3 separate regions of the Mus musculus genome follow, and all the other regions are linked to region 3. Evidence: chromatin contacts called from public HiChIP or PLAC-seq and promoter capture Hi-C data. All regions are on one chromosome and are shown on one strand. Each heading gives the region's core, a stretch centred on a gene start, on an enhancer-like site or on the middle of the called end of the contact. The rest is flanking DNA. Distances are from core to core; before and after follow the strand shown. Region 1 holds the start of Rpl21 (ribosomal protein L21). Region 2 has its middle 20 kb from the start of Gm10858. Region 3 has its middle 12 kb from the start of Gm34700.

Region 1 (4,061 bases), core at 1,076-3,575, 140 kb before region 3:
GTTATTTCCTTTGCCCCACTTGAATGGCCAATGAAGACATTAAGTCCAATTGGCAAAGTGAAAGGGGGGGTGAGGCCAGCTACTTAGTCAAAGAAAGGCGCTCTACTCACTTAACCTGCTTGTTGACAATGATGCCCACGGCATGCTGGGTGACATTGTAGACTCTTCCGGTTTTGCCGTGGTAGCACTTATGGGGCATTCCTTTTTGAACAGTGCCCATTCCCTAGTCAACAGAAAAAGTATTATTCCAGAAATTCCTCTTTTCAAATCCTTGTAACTAACCAAGGCTCCCTTTCAAGGTCAGCTCAAGAACTCTCAGAGCCGGTGAAATGTGGTTTTCACATTGCATCAAGCAATCAAACAGACAATCATCATTAAGTTCCAGAGCGACAGAATCTGTTCAACGACCCATCAAAGGACACGGCCTTCACGGGGGGTTCCGTAACACTGCCATCTTTAATAACAAATATTATCTTCATATGGGGGTCTAACTGTACAGCCTCATCTGGCCTTGAACTAGAGAAATCTGCTTGCCTTTGCACTGAGTGCTAGCTAGGCTCAAAGGCATGAGGCAGCGCTCTCAATTCCTAATAAGGTTATTTTTAACTGTATCTTTTACTTTTCCCCCATCCTGGGCTATTAACTTCAAGTAATTAAATCACAATTCCTAACACGTGTGCCCTTCCCTCCACTCCATCAACTTACCTTGATGTCTACAATATCACCCTTCTTGTAGATTCGCATGTATGTGGCCAAAGGAACAACGCCTGCAAAAGGAAAAAAAAAAAAAATCAAGACTTCTAGAACCACAGGTACACTTTCATGAGTATACCAGTTTCCAACCCAAGTCCACATTCGGCAGTTACATACACTGTAAAGGACAATGTCTCTGACAAGCAAAGCCAGACTAAGACATGCCACTTCTCCTCAGGCACAGACATAACAAACTTACCATGTTTCCTAAAAGGCCTAGAGAACATGTACCGGGTGCCTCTCCTCTTTCCCTTTGTGTTCGTCATTTTGGCGAGTTACTGAAACCAGAAAAGTTATCAGTCAAATAACAATTCACAGTTTATGTTATTAACTGTCCCAATAACCACACCCCCAAAAGTCATCTTGTCGCACAGGGCAGGCCCTCTCAACCTCAGCACCTCCGTCAACCTTCCAAATCACAGGAATTGAAAATGGGTGCCCACAATTCCTCTTAGCAAAAGAGGCCAAATTCTATCATTAGCACCATCAGACTGGATGCTAGAACTTAAGCCAATACATTGCAACCTGCAACTCCAGGGTAACTTGAAGACCACCAAACTCAGCCTCTTTGATGCTGTTTAATTCCATTTTACTACAGTAGCTTTCTATCAACAATCTCTTAATCGCACACCTGCACTTTCGAATGCTATTAGGAAGCATGCATAGAAAACCACATTCCAACTAAATTTAAATGCTAATTTAACACCATCTACGAACTTACCTACTACACATATTTAGAACCAGATCGTGTATTCCCACAAACCAACAAGGTTTGGATTACTCCAGTCATCCAGGGCAGAAATACCCGCCATTCCTAACCACAAGGGAAGCTCCAAAGCATGGTGTACTAGACATAACCCCTTGCCCTTGTAGTCTTAAGCAGCCTTAATGTTACCTTCCTTCCCCACGCTCGTCTTCTAGGGCCAAAATTCCTAAGTGTTTCATGTATCCAGAGGAAGGGTCCCCATTACATCATTACCAGGCTGACCCGGCGGGCACCCTCCTCGCCCGAGCCAATTCCAGGCTTCGGCACCCCGGCATCGTTAAGACCCAAGCAGAATCCTAAGTCCCAGCCCGACAGCACATGCTCAAGTCTGGGGTTGGGCGGACGCCCGGCAACCAAGACTGCGCCAGGCCCGGCTCCCCCGGATAGAAGCTCCCTAGCATACACCGCCCAGGGCAGTGACCTCCAGACGGTCTCCCCACGCCCCTAACACGCAGTCTCTGCGGCGTGGGCGCCACACGCAGCGTGTGTGGAGAACAAGACGAGAGAGCCACGCGCGTACCAACCTGGAAGATGGCTGCGGCGGCCGAAAGGAGGAGGGCGGGGCTGCGCGCTCTTACAAGGCCCGAGGGCTGCCCGCGAAGCTGCCTGAAGAGAAACGCCGGGCCCGCGAGGCTGGTCGAGAGAACCTCATCGTCCCGATAACCTGGAGACGCCGTGAGGACACGCTCCCCGGCGCAGATTAAAGGCAGCAGGCCAACAGAAACTCACTCAGGCATCCTGCTAGACATCCCGGAATGGGGCCCTCGCGGGCGTGGAGCCGGACGCGACTTCCGTAGCGTGCTGACGTTACCTTGCGTCGTGTGACGTAGGAGGCACCGCCTCTCTGGGTTGCCCAGCGTTTTGCGGTGTGGTACTTGTTAGTGTTAGTGTCTCCTGAGTTTCCAGGCCATCCTGAGCCACATAGGCGAGACCCTGTCTCAAACAAAACAAAACGCCTCACTTTGGTTTTCTTTCCTCTCATACCTGTAGCTCGAGCCTATCTAGAGACTAGCCTATCTTGTCTATTAATTGTACAAAATAATAGGTTTCATTTTGACATCTTAAGACAGGCGTGTGTGTAAAGTACTCTCATCATAGGCACCCCATTAGCCTTTTCCTTCCCTTCCTGTCTCCCTGGCTGTAGATAAGGGTGTTTAGTCAGTCATACTGGAAGCAGTATTCCTAATAATCTATGGGGATAACCGAATTGGATATTACGAGCGCTCGAATAATAGATGAGGACTTTGAGAGATGAACATTGTTATTTTTATAATAGCTATTCGGATCGTCATTCCACATATGCAGTAGTGCCCCACTTAAAATTGGAGACATTAATTTCTGTCCTTAGTATGCGTTCTTGGGAAGGTAATTCCCACCTTCAGCAAAACAAGAAACTAGCGTGCTGGTTCAGCCAGGAGGCTGGAGTGAGTGCACGTCTTAAGCTGAGATCTCTGCCAAGCCATGCTCACGGACAGCCTGCTGACCGGAGTCTTCTGCCTGCTTCCAAGCTTCATCCTTGAATATTTATGAACTCTGAAAACCACTGTATCCGGCTAATAAACCCCAATAATAAATTCGCTAAAATCCAGCGAGTGACATATCCAGCCAGGGTTAGGTTCTGCTGTTTGAAATCCCTACATGATGACCATTTAATTGGAAGGTTCTGTAATAAGACTGAAGCCCTAGCCGGGCGTGGTGGCGCAGGCCTTTAATCCCAGCACTTGGGAGGGCAGAGGCAGGCGGATTTCTGAGTTCGAGGCCAAGGCTGGTCTACAGAGTGAGTTCCAGGACAGCCAGGGCTATACAGAGAAACTCTCTTGAAAAACCAAAAAAAAAAAAAAAAAGAAAAAAAAAGACTGAAGCCCTATCTCAGTGTGTGAAAAACATAACTGATTTAATTAACCAGGAGTTTAATCCGAGGCTTCAATTATTGAGCAAACTTTAATATCTATGACCAAATTATGTACGGTTACTTATAATTAATTTTTATCTTGGTCATAACAAAATTTTATCCCCAAGGCAATTTTTGTTTGATTTTGAGATAGAGTCTCATTGTGTGGCTATGACTTATTTGGAACTCAGAGGAATCTGTCTCCCTCTGCTTTTTGAGATCTGCCTGCCTCTGCATTCTGGGTGCTGCGATTAAAGGTGGACACCATCATATCTGGCCTGATTTTTCTGTTCTTTAGCATATTACTTACTTTAGTTGATTTGGGTTGAGTGTAATCAAAATGATACTAGTGCTTGCCTAAGAGTTGAGAACATAAAGGTACTATACAAAAATTAACGCCAGGATTAAACATGTTCTTGCTCTGGGCCATTGTTTTAGACTTTACCAATCTTTACCTATTGCCTGTGATGTGTGTGTGTGTGTGTGTGTGTGTTTCGTGCCTCGGTGTATATGCACATACATATTCAGGTATATAAGTTGAGAGTTAAAACACTTACACTAAACGTGCAGACCCTAACTGTACAATTGGATTTTTTTGTACTAACATTTTTAAGCTTCATAACCTATACCTGCAGTCAATATTCAGAATGT
Region 2 (4,079 bases), core at 547-3,046, 230 kb before region 3:
GCTCTAACCAACTGAGCTAACCGGCCAGAGACTCACTCGTTTTATTATTTTTATGCGAGTGAGTGTTTGGCCTGGATGTATGGCTGTGTCCTATATACATCCCTTGTGCACATGAAGGCCAGAAGAGGATGTTGGATCCCCTGTAATTGAACTTAAGACAGTTGTGAGCTGCCATATGGGTGCTAGGAACCAAACTTGGGTCTTCTATACGAGTGGCCGATGCTCTTATCTGCTGAGCCACCTCTTAAGCCACTAAATATTCATTTCTGTACCTCATGGCTTTTCTTTCTTTCTTTCTTTCTTTCTTTCTTTCTTTCTTTCTTTCTTTCTTTCTTTCTTTCTTTCTCCCTTTCTTTCTTTCTTTCTTTCTTTCTTTCTTTCTTTGTTTCTTTCTTTCTTTCTTTCCTCTTTCTTTCTTTCTTTCTTTCTTTCTTTCTTTCTTTCTTTCTTTCTTTCTTTTTAAAATGGAGTAAGGGTTTCTTTTTTTTTTTTTAAGATTTATTTATTTATTATATGTAAGTACACTGTAGCTGTCTTCAGACACTCCAGAAGAGGGAGTCAGATCTTCTTACAGATGGTTGTGAGCCACCATGTGGTTGCTGGGATTTGAACTCCGGACCTTCGGAAGAGCAGTCGGGTGCTCTTACCCACTGAGCCATCTCACCAGCCCTCTTTCTTTTTTTAAATTGTTTTTTTCAAATATTTTATTTTTGTTTTATGTATATGAATACACTGTCACTGCCTACAGATATACAAGAAGAGGGCTTCAGATTCCATTATAGATGGTTGTGAGCCACCTCATGGTTGCTGGGAATTGAACTCAGAACCTCTGGAAGAGCAGCCAGTGTTCTTAACTGCGAGCCATCTCTCTAGCCCCTACTTCATGGTTTTTCAATGTCAAGTTAACCTCATTATCTGAAAATAGAGGCAATAATACAGAACTTGTACAGTCATACTAAAATATATGTATAGTAGATTTGAAAATTATGAGAACCAAGTGGGGTTTTTGTTGTCATTCTTTTTAATTTAAGACCCAGGGGCAGAGAGATATAAAATAAAAGAACCCCGATGGGGCTGGTGAGATGGCTCAGTGGGTAAGAGCACCCGACTGCTCTTCCGAAGGTCAGGAGTTCAAATCCCAGCAACCACATGGTGGCTCACAACCATCCGTAACGAGATCTGGCGCCCTCTTCTGGAGTGTCTGAAGACAGCTTCAGTGTACTTACATATAATAAATAAATTAAAAAAAAAAAAAAAAAAAAAAAAAGAACCCCGATGGCTGAGTCTCCCATTAATCTTAAGTTATTCAAAGATACCAGAATGGATTTTTTTTCTTTTCTTAGCTTTCTGGTGTTTTGAGACAGGATTTCACTATAGCCCAGGCTGGCCCTAGGTCTCCAGTTCTTAGCCTCCTTGGCTTGTATCACACATGTGGCCAATAATGAATTCTTTTGTTTTGAGACAGAGTTTCTCTGTGTAGCCCTGGCTATCCTAGAACTCTCTTTGTAGACCAGGCTGGCCTTGAACTTAGAGCTCCACCTACCTCTGCCTCCCAAGTGCTGCCAGCAACATATTCTCTCTTTTTTTAAACTTTATTTTATGTGTATGAGTATCCCATTTGCATGCCAGCCAGGGAATCATATCACATTATAGATGGTCAGGTTGCTGAGAGTTGAACTCAGGACCTCTAGAAGAGTAGCCAGTGCTCTTAACTGCTGAGACATCTCTCCAGCCCCAGCCATGTATTATTAATGTCTAGCCTCCTGGAGCTTGTCTTAGTCAGTTTCCTGTTGCAGCGACAAAATACCCCACGAGGGAGTCAGTCGGTTTACAGAAGGAAGGGTTTAGTGTACTTACCACCACAGCAGGGAGGCTTGGCGGCAAACTGCAGGCTCAGTAGGAGGGGCAGGAAGCTGAGAGCTCACATTTTCAAACACAAGCTCAAAGCATCAAGAGCATTCTCAAAATGGCCATTTCTAGAGGTCAACACGCTTCCCCCCCCCACCCCCCAGCCCCAGTGACCTACGTTCTCCAGTAAAGTCACACCTTCTAGTCCTCCACAGACAATGTTACCGTAAATTGGGGGCCAAGTGTTTAACTATTTGAGCCTATGGGAGATGTTTCTTATTCGAACTGAATAGCGCTTTTTTTTTTCTCCCATTGTAGCACTGGCTAGCCTGAGACTCACTATGTAGACCAGGCTGGCTTCTGATGCGCACCCAGCCTGGACAGCATTTCTATGAGGCCGTCTATTTTAGCTGAGGTTGTGATTCTCCATCTGCGGCTGCCCTGGGGCTTTAATCTAGATCATAGATGAGCCGGGGAGTAAGGGTAGGGAGCCTTCCACACAGAGTGTGGAGTCCAGTCACATAATCCAAGAAAAGGAGTGGAGCCCCCTGATGGGCAGAGACGGAGCTGCCCCAGGCTTGCTGACTGATGTCTGTACAAACATATTTGCTTGCACCCGGTGTGACATGCCTAGGACCAGCGTGTTTCTGACTTGGGGAGTTTTTCAAATTTGGGAATGTGTCCACAGACTTGACTTGTCTAAGTTTTGGCTTCAGACTTGCATTCGGGGTGCACAACAATTACCTGGGTTTCTGGGAAACTCTCCTTCAGTGTACCATCCGTCACCCTAGAGATAGATCCCCTCTCTCTCTTAGCCCCATGAAGGACATTTAGAGTCCACAAAGCTCTCTCACACAAATCTCGTTTATTTCTAACAGTACCAGTCAATATACATTGGGTGCTTGGACTGTCTTTTGAAGATATCTCTTGACCTTAAGCTCTGTCTTTGGTGTTGGTGGTACACAGTGTTTCTTGTTCTCCATGGCAAAATGTCTCCTTTTCCATCAAAAAACAAAGCAGGTGGGAGTCCCTAAGTTTAATCCCCTGCCAACAAGAGTACAGAAGATTGCTGGTTACTGATCTCTCAAAATAGACTCTGTGGTTCCAGGTAGGTCAGCCACACCTCAGTATATGGCCCCACACCCAGAGAAGTACATGGAAGGCACAAGCTGGAGTTGGGAGAAATTTACATTTAAAAAACAAAAGGGAACTCAAATGGATGGGGAGATGAGTGTGAATTCAGAAGAAGTGAAAATAGTATTAAATATATAGTATATATTCTAAAGGATTGCTGGGCGGTGGTGGCTCAGATCTTTAATCCCAGCACTCAGGAAGCCAAGGCAGAGAGAGCTCTGAGTTTGAGGCCAGCCTGGTCTAGAGAGAGAGAGTTCTAGGACAGTCAGGACTACGTAAAACAAAAAACAAAAACAACAACAAAAATCTAAAGAGTTAATAAACTTTTATTTTCTTTTTTATTCATTTTTTAAAATTGGTTATTTTATTTATTTACAGTTCAAATGTTATCCCTCTCCCCAGTTTCCCCTCCACAAATACAATTTTATTTTCAAAAAGAATATACTTCTTGAAAAAAAAAAAACAAACAAAAAAGAATATACTAATGAGAGATTATTTTTTAAAAAACAGAATAGTTTCCTATACATAAAAACAATTAAATTTTTATGTTCTGAGCTCGTTTGAGGGGAAATAAGCCATGGTTTAAACTAACTTGGGGAAATGCCTTGTGGAGAGTTGGTGGCAGTATCACTTAGCAACTTGATCCAAATCAATGCAACCAATTGTCACATCAGTATCAAAGGAGTGCTATTGATCGTTTCTATTAGAGTAGATAGAACTGAAGGTGTTGCCCTGCCTGTGGAAATGGTATTGACCGAACTTTCATGACAGTGTGCTGCTGTCTGAGGAAGAGTCAGGTCAAGTCAGGATTTAGCATCACCTCTTTGAGGGTGTCTGCCCGGAAACATGTTCCCATGGGTTCCAAATCTGTGTCATCCAAGCTCAAAAAAAAAAAAAAAAAGAGGGGCCAGAGAGAAAGGTTAGCAGCACTGGCTACTCTTGCAGTGGATCCCAGGTTCAATTCCCAGCACCTCCATGGTACTCACAACCATCTGTAAACCTATACCCTCCCTTTTGGTTTTTGTTTTTTGTTTTTTGTTTTTTTTTTTCCAAGACAGGGTTTCTCTGTGTAGCCCTGGCTGTCTCAAACCAAAGCA
Region 3 (4,448 bases), core at 1,235-3,734:
TGCCTCTGTCTCCTAAATGCTGGGATTACAGATGTGTGTCTGTTTCCCATGCCCCACCCCTTAGTATGTGAGTCTAGTGGAATCCCTTCTGTGCACTTCACTGCAGATGTGCTGACGATGAAAACATCTGTAGAGATGTTTCGAGTCCTGTGCTCCCAGGGAGAAAAGGGCGAATTCAGCCGAGACAATGAGCAGGAGGTCAGTTTGAACCAGCGATGACACCCAGGGCAGCCCAGCAAGAGGCAAACAACACCTCACTGAAGGACAGGTTTTTTTTTTTTTTGAGACCCTTAGTGTTTCCTCATGACCCAACCCCCCTTAGATATCTGGTTCTTCTCATTGGCCACACTGTGTGGATGTGCAAGAGGGGATGAGACTCCAGGCATAGCGTGGTCCTGCCCATGTAGGGCAACATCTGAGCTTTTTGTGATCTTGCTGCAGCTTTGACTCTCTCTGCATTTACATCTCACACCTGCTTGTTGATGGGTTTGAATTGGATTTGGGACGCCCAAATAAAAAGTGACCTTAGCCAGGTAGTGGTGGTGCACATCTTTAATCCTAGCACTCTGAAAGCAAAGGCAGTCCTTGGTTTCCACGTAGTTTGGGGATGGGGGAAGGCTTCTTTGCTGTTTGCCACTGCGCTGTGGCCCAGGCTAGCTGGCTCTGAGCTCCAGCTTCGGGGTCCTCCTGTCTCTGCCTCCCATCTGGCTATCAGAGCGCTGGTGTTGCCCACACACACCACCTCCAGCATTTTTATGTGGCCTTTGAACACGAGAAGGCAGGCCACTAGGCTGTGTGGTGGGCGCTCTCCTGGCCCCCACTCTTCCCACTACATCCCATGTCATCTGCACACAGAGCCCCAGTGTCCAAGGTGTGTTTATGACCCGCGGTTGAGACTTGGGTTGTTTTTGTAAGAGTCTCTCTCCATTTATCTCTGCTTACATTAGGTGAAAGTCAATCTCACACAGACATTCCCTTCTCCGACTCTGGGCTGGCTAACTCAGAAAAGTGTCCTGTGGACCTGGCCCTCATTCAGTCTCACCTATCTCCATCCGTCCCCAACACAAATTCCTTTTTGCAAGTTCCCTATTGTTTCTGGGTTCAGCCCAACACCAAACATCAGACCAGGAAACCCAAAGCAAGATTCCCTATGTGACAGGTGCATATCAAACTGGGCTACATCCTAAGACCTTCCCACCTCACAAAAGGCTCCACAGAGGCCCCTGCTGTCTTTGTAAAGTGAAAACATCACAGGCATTTCTAGATATCTGCAGGATATTGGCTCCAGTATCACCCAGCTATCAAACCAGATATCAAAACCCAAGGATGTCCCTTCTTCTAACCTGCATTTTAAATTTTTAATTTTACGTGTATGAGTGTTTTGCCTGTATATATGTCAGTATACCATGTGCGTGTCTGGTGCCTGCCTGCAGAGACCAGAAGAGGGCACTTGATCCTCTGGAAGTGGAGTTATTGACAATTGTGAGCTACCAGGTAGGTGCTGGAATTCGAACTGGGGTCTGCCGGGAGAGCCGCCAGCCTGTGCTTACTCACCGAACCATCTCTCCAGCCTCACCCAGAACCTGCGTTTTTGACATGCTGGCCAAAGCTATACACAACCTATATTCCCCAGGGAAATAAACTAATGGAAGGAGTGGACTTCAACCATAGGTACCAGGATGCTGAGAGAAGCCAGATGCAATAGAACATTCAGGAAACGGAGACCTTTGATGGTGGCCAGGATGAGGGTCACTCTGACTTGGGGTACCTGGGGTTAGTCCCAACTAACTGGCCAAGCTCTGTTTTGAATTTGTTCAAGTTAGGTAGGCAGACTTGCTTCATGGGAATTTATCAAGTTGCAACCAAACATGCTTCTCTATATTTGTGTTACGTTCTAAGGTTTTCTAGAAGTCTCCCTTCGGCCACCAAGTTTACTTTGGATATTTGGGGATACTTCAGTCAGTTCCATTGGTAAGTGACCTGCTTTTTCTTTCTTCTTTCATTTATTTTGAGATAGAATCTCGTAGCTCTGGCTGTCCTGGAACTCTATGTCGACAGGCTGGCCTTGAACTCACAGAGTTTTGCCTTCCCTCTGCCTTTGGAGTGCTGGGATTAAAGGCGCGTGTACACCGGTTCTAGCCCTGCGTGTTTGTTTTCCATCTCACCCCAGAGCACCGCAGTTGCAGCGTGTTCCTCCCCGTCCTTGATTATTTGAAGCCACAGGGAGGATGTCAGAAAACAGAAGGTTCATCCCCAGGGTGCAGCAGCTGCTTTTGTGTTAAGGTGGCCGTCACAGCCATCCCACACGGGTGGAAAACTCGAAGCCTAGCCTACTGCACTCAGTAAGCGTGACCTCATGTCACTCTGGGTCAACCGGTGTGGGACTCCAGCTTCAGGCCCGCCTCTTTGCAAGCAGAGGGTGACATGGCCCCGTTGTCAGGTCAGGTGGAGGAGGAAGTGAGGAGCTGGGGGCATGAGGCTTGCCTGCCCTGAGAGTGGCACTCACCAAGTTATGCATTAACCAGGGATCAGCCCTGTGGCAGGCCGGGACTGCAATAGCAAACCGAAAGGAGATGTTTATAGCTGGCGAGTGGATGTCTAATAAATTACCTCTCCTGCCAAAAAAATGTGCCCTCTCCCCTTTGCATGTCACCTTGTCACAAAATTGAAATGTCAGGTGAGCAAATACCAGGGTCCGACAAGCAAAGAGACCCCCTCCTCCCGACAGGAGGGTCACAAAGCTTCCCTCTTCCTGACCTGAGAGTTTCATTATCACCCGGGAACAGATTGTGTGGATAATACGGGGCCCCGGGGGCTGAGGGAGCCAGGGAGGTCCAGGAGGCCAAGGGAGGATAGGGTGCCCAGGTGGTGTGAGCTAATGGGTAGCACCCTGGATGTGCGAAGCCTGCTCAGGAATTGAATATTCTGTGTTTCTTGTTCTAGGGCAGCAAAAAGCAACAGCGTGTGGGGGTAGGGGTGGGGGTGGGGTTGGGGGTGGGGGTGGGGGTGGGGTGAGTGGCTTTCGTCATGGGCCCCGATGCCACTCACATTGAGCAGCCCTCCTGAGGATATGAGTACCGTCACTTCCAAAATTCTGGGGAGTGAGACAGGGGAGGGAGAAATTGAGCCCCGCGGGAATGGCCCGCTGCCCGTTCATCCTGAGGCCCTATCTGTACCCATAAAGCGGAGGTGAGTTCTGACCCACGTTGGCGCATCTCCCTCCCATCCCTCCATCTCCCTTTCTCACCCTCCCCTGCCTCCTTTCGCATTTCTCTTCCTCGACTATCTATTAAGCACCAAGTGTGTGCGGTCTCTGCGGGAGCAGCATGGTATGCAGAAAGAACGCAGAGTGTGGATCTTGCTGCGTGCATTTACCACCGGTTGGGAGAGACCCAAGCATGCAGGGCCACCTCTGACCACAGGTGGCCAGTGACCTCTTGGGAAGTCCCTTTCTAGGCAGATACAAGCGGTGAGATCAGGGCTCGGGGAGCAGGTGGGTGCTCTCGCTTTGGGCAGGAGCAGCAGCTCATGGGCAGGGGCTGTGTGGAAAGGCCAGGCATCCCCTGGCCATGGACAAAGCCTGATGCCGTCTTCTCTTGGAGGCAGCTCGATTTGTCTAAAGGTGCCTGGGCTTTACAACCAAACTTGAAAAATAATCAATCACGAAGTACATATAAGGCAAGGCTTCCCATCTTAACTGTTAAATGCACGCTGTCAGCATTATTACATTCACACGGCTACAGAGCCGTCACCGGCGGCCCTGTCTAGAACGGTTTTCATTTTGCAGGATGGAGACTGCACTTCTTAAACAGTTGCTCCCCGTTCCCCACTCCTCTAGGTCCCGGAAGCCTCCATTCTACTTCCCGTCTGTCTCCAGACTGACTGCTCTAAGGATCTCACAGAAGCAGAATTCTCAAAGCTTTGTCCTTTGGTCATGGTCTTATTTAACTTTTATATGTGTGTCTTCCAGCTTCACTCTTGAGGTGACACAAGCCCTGGCTTCCTTCCTTTTTAAGGGAACGTGTCCCATCAAGCTTGGTTTGCTCATATGTAGTAGGTCTTTGGGTTCCTTACACTAAAGTCACTAAGAGTATGCCATTTGGAAATATCCAATGTCCAGACATTTAAACAAATAGGAAGCCTGTCTGTCTGTCTGTCTGTCTGTCCAGCTGGGACCGAGCCATGAGCTCTGAAGTGTCTGGGTGAGGTGGGAGACAGCAGAGGAGAGACATGGTCGAGCCTGTGGAGGCGGATGTGCCCGGAGCGCCTGCCTAGCTCCAGCTTGTGTGCAGAGAGGATCCAGCCGTAACCTTGTGGTGCTTGGCTTTGGCCTGGAGGTCTTAAGCTGGAGTCTTTTTATCCTTTTATCCCAGTATATTGCTACAGCTTTGGTTCCGAATATCCTCTGATGGTTGACATGTTGGAGGCTTGGTCTCAGCCCATGGGAT

What was found. Promoter capture Hi-C pulls out the DNA fragments that hold promoters and counts their contacts. HiChIP or PLAC-seq counts read pairs in DNA pulled down with a chosen protein or histone mark.
Region 1: a promoter capture Hi-C map of pre-B cells shows a contact between it and region 3. The contact joins the promoter of Rpl21 here to the enhancer-like site in region 3. A contact is called at or near these places in 16 of 39 promoter capture datasets (the 3T3-L1 cell line, the C10 cell line, the HPC-7 cell line and 9 more), 1 of 15 datasets of contacts at CTCF or cohesin (large pre-B cells), 35 of 484 Hi-C or Micro-C datasets (B cells, the C2C12 cell line, CD4 T cells and 26 more), 33 of 115 datasets of contacts at active chromatin or transcription factors (the 230-238 cell line, bone marrow-derived dendritic cells, bone marrow-derived macrophages and 19 more) and 3 of 9 other capture datasets (adipose tissue, liver and pancreatic islet).
Region 2: an HNF4G HiChIP or PLAC-seq map of pancreatic cancer cells shows a contact between it and region 3. The contact joins two enhancer-like sites. A contact is called at or near these places in 3 of 15 datasets of contacts at CTCF or cohesin (the NIH/3T3 cell line and embryonic stem cells), 6 of 484 Hi-C or Micro-C datasets (adipose-derived mesenchymal stem cells, bone marrow-derived macrophages, embryonic fibroblasts and 3 more) and 13 of 115 datasets of contacts at active chromatin or transcription factors (the 230-238 cell line, embryonic basal ganglia, embryonic limb bud and 8 more).

What each region holds. Positions count from the first base shown.
Region 1 is chr5:146,831,154-146,835,214 of GRCm38.p6, reverse strand. It overlaps Rpl21 (ribosomal protein L21), which reads right to left and starts at 2,325. Exons shown (of 6, transcript NM_019647.6): 1 at 2,044-2,325; 2 at 953-1,031; 3 at 706-767; 4 at 111-223. The coding sequence starts at 1,019. LOC115490268 (a small nucleolar RNA gene) reads right to left here and starts at 381; the gene lies at 311-381. It overlaps LOC115490276 (a small nucleolar RNA gene), which reads right to left and starts at 71; the gene lies at 1-71.
Region 2 is chr5:146,914,773-146,918,851 of GRCm38.p6, reverse strand. No RefSeq gene overlaps it. Among named protein-coding and RNA genes, the nearest start is that of Gm10858, 20 kb to the right of the region's middle. Within about 2 kb of position 1,796, at least 22 of the 459 cell types and tissues checked have an H3K27ac peak or open chromatin away from gene starts, as enhancers often do. A contact at or near this core is called in pancreatic cancer cells, where this site is marked.
Region 3 is chr5:146,686,112-146,690,559 of GRCm38.p6, reverse strand. No RefSeq gene overlaps it. Among named protein-coding and RNA genes, the nearest start is that of Gm34700, 12 kb to the left of the region's middle. Within about 2 kb of position 2,484, at least 55 of the 459 cell types and tissues checked have an H3K27ac peak or open chromatin away from gene starts, as enhancers often do. A contact at or near this core is called in the 230-238 cell line, B cells, the G1E-ER4 cell line and 6 more, where this site is marked.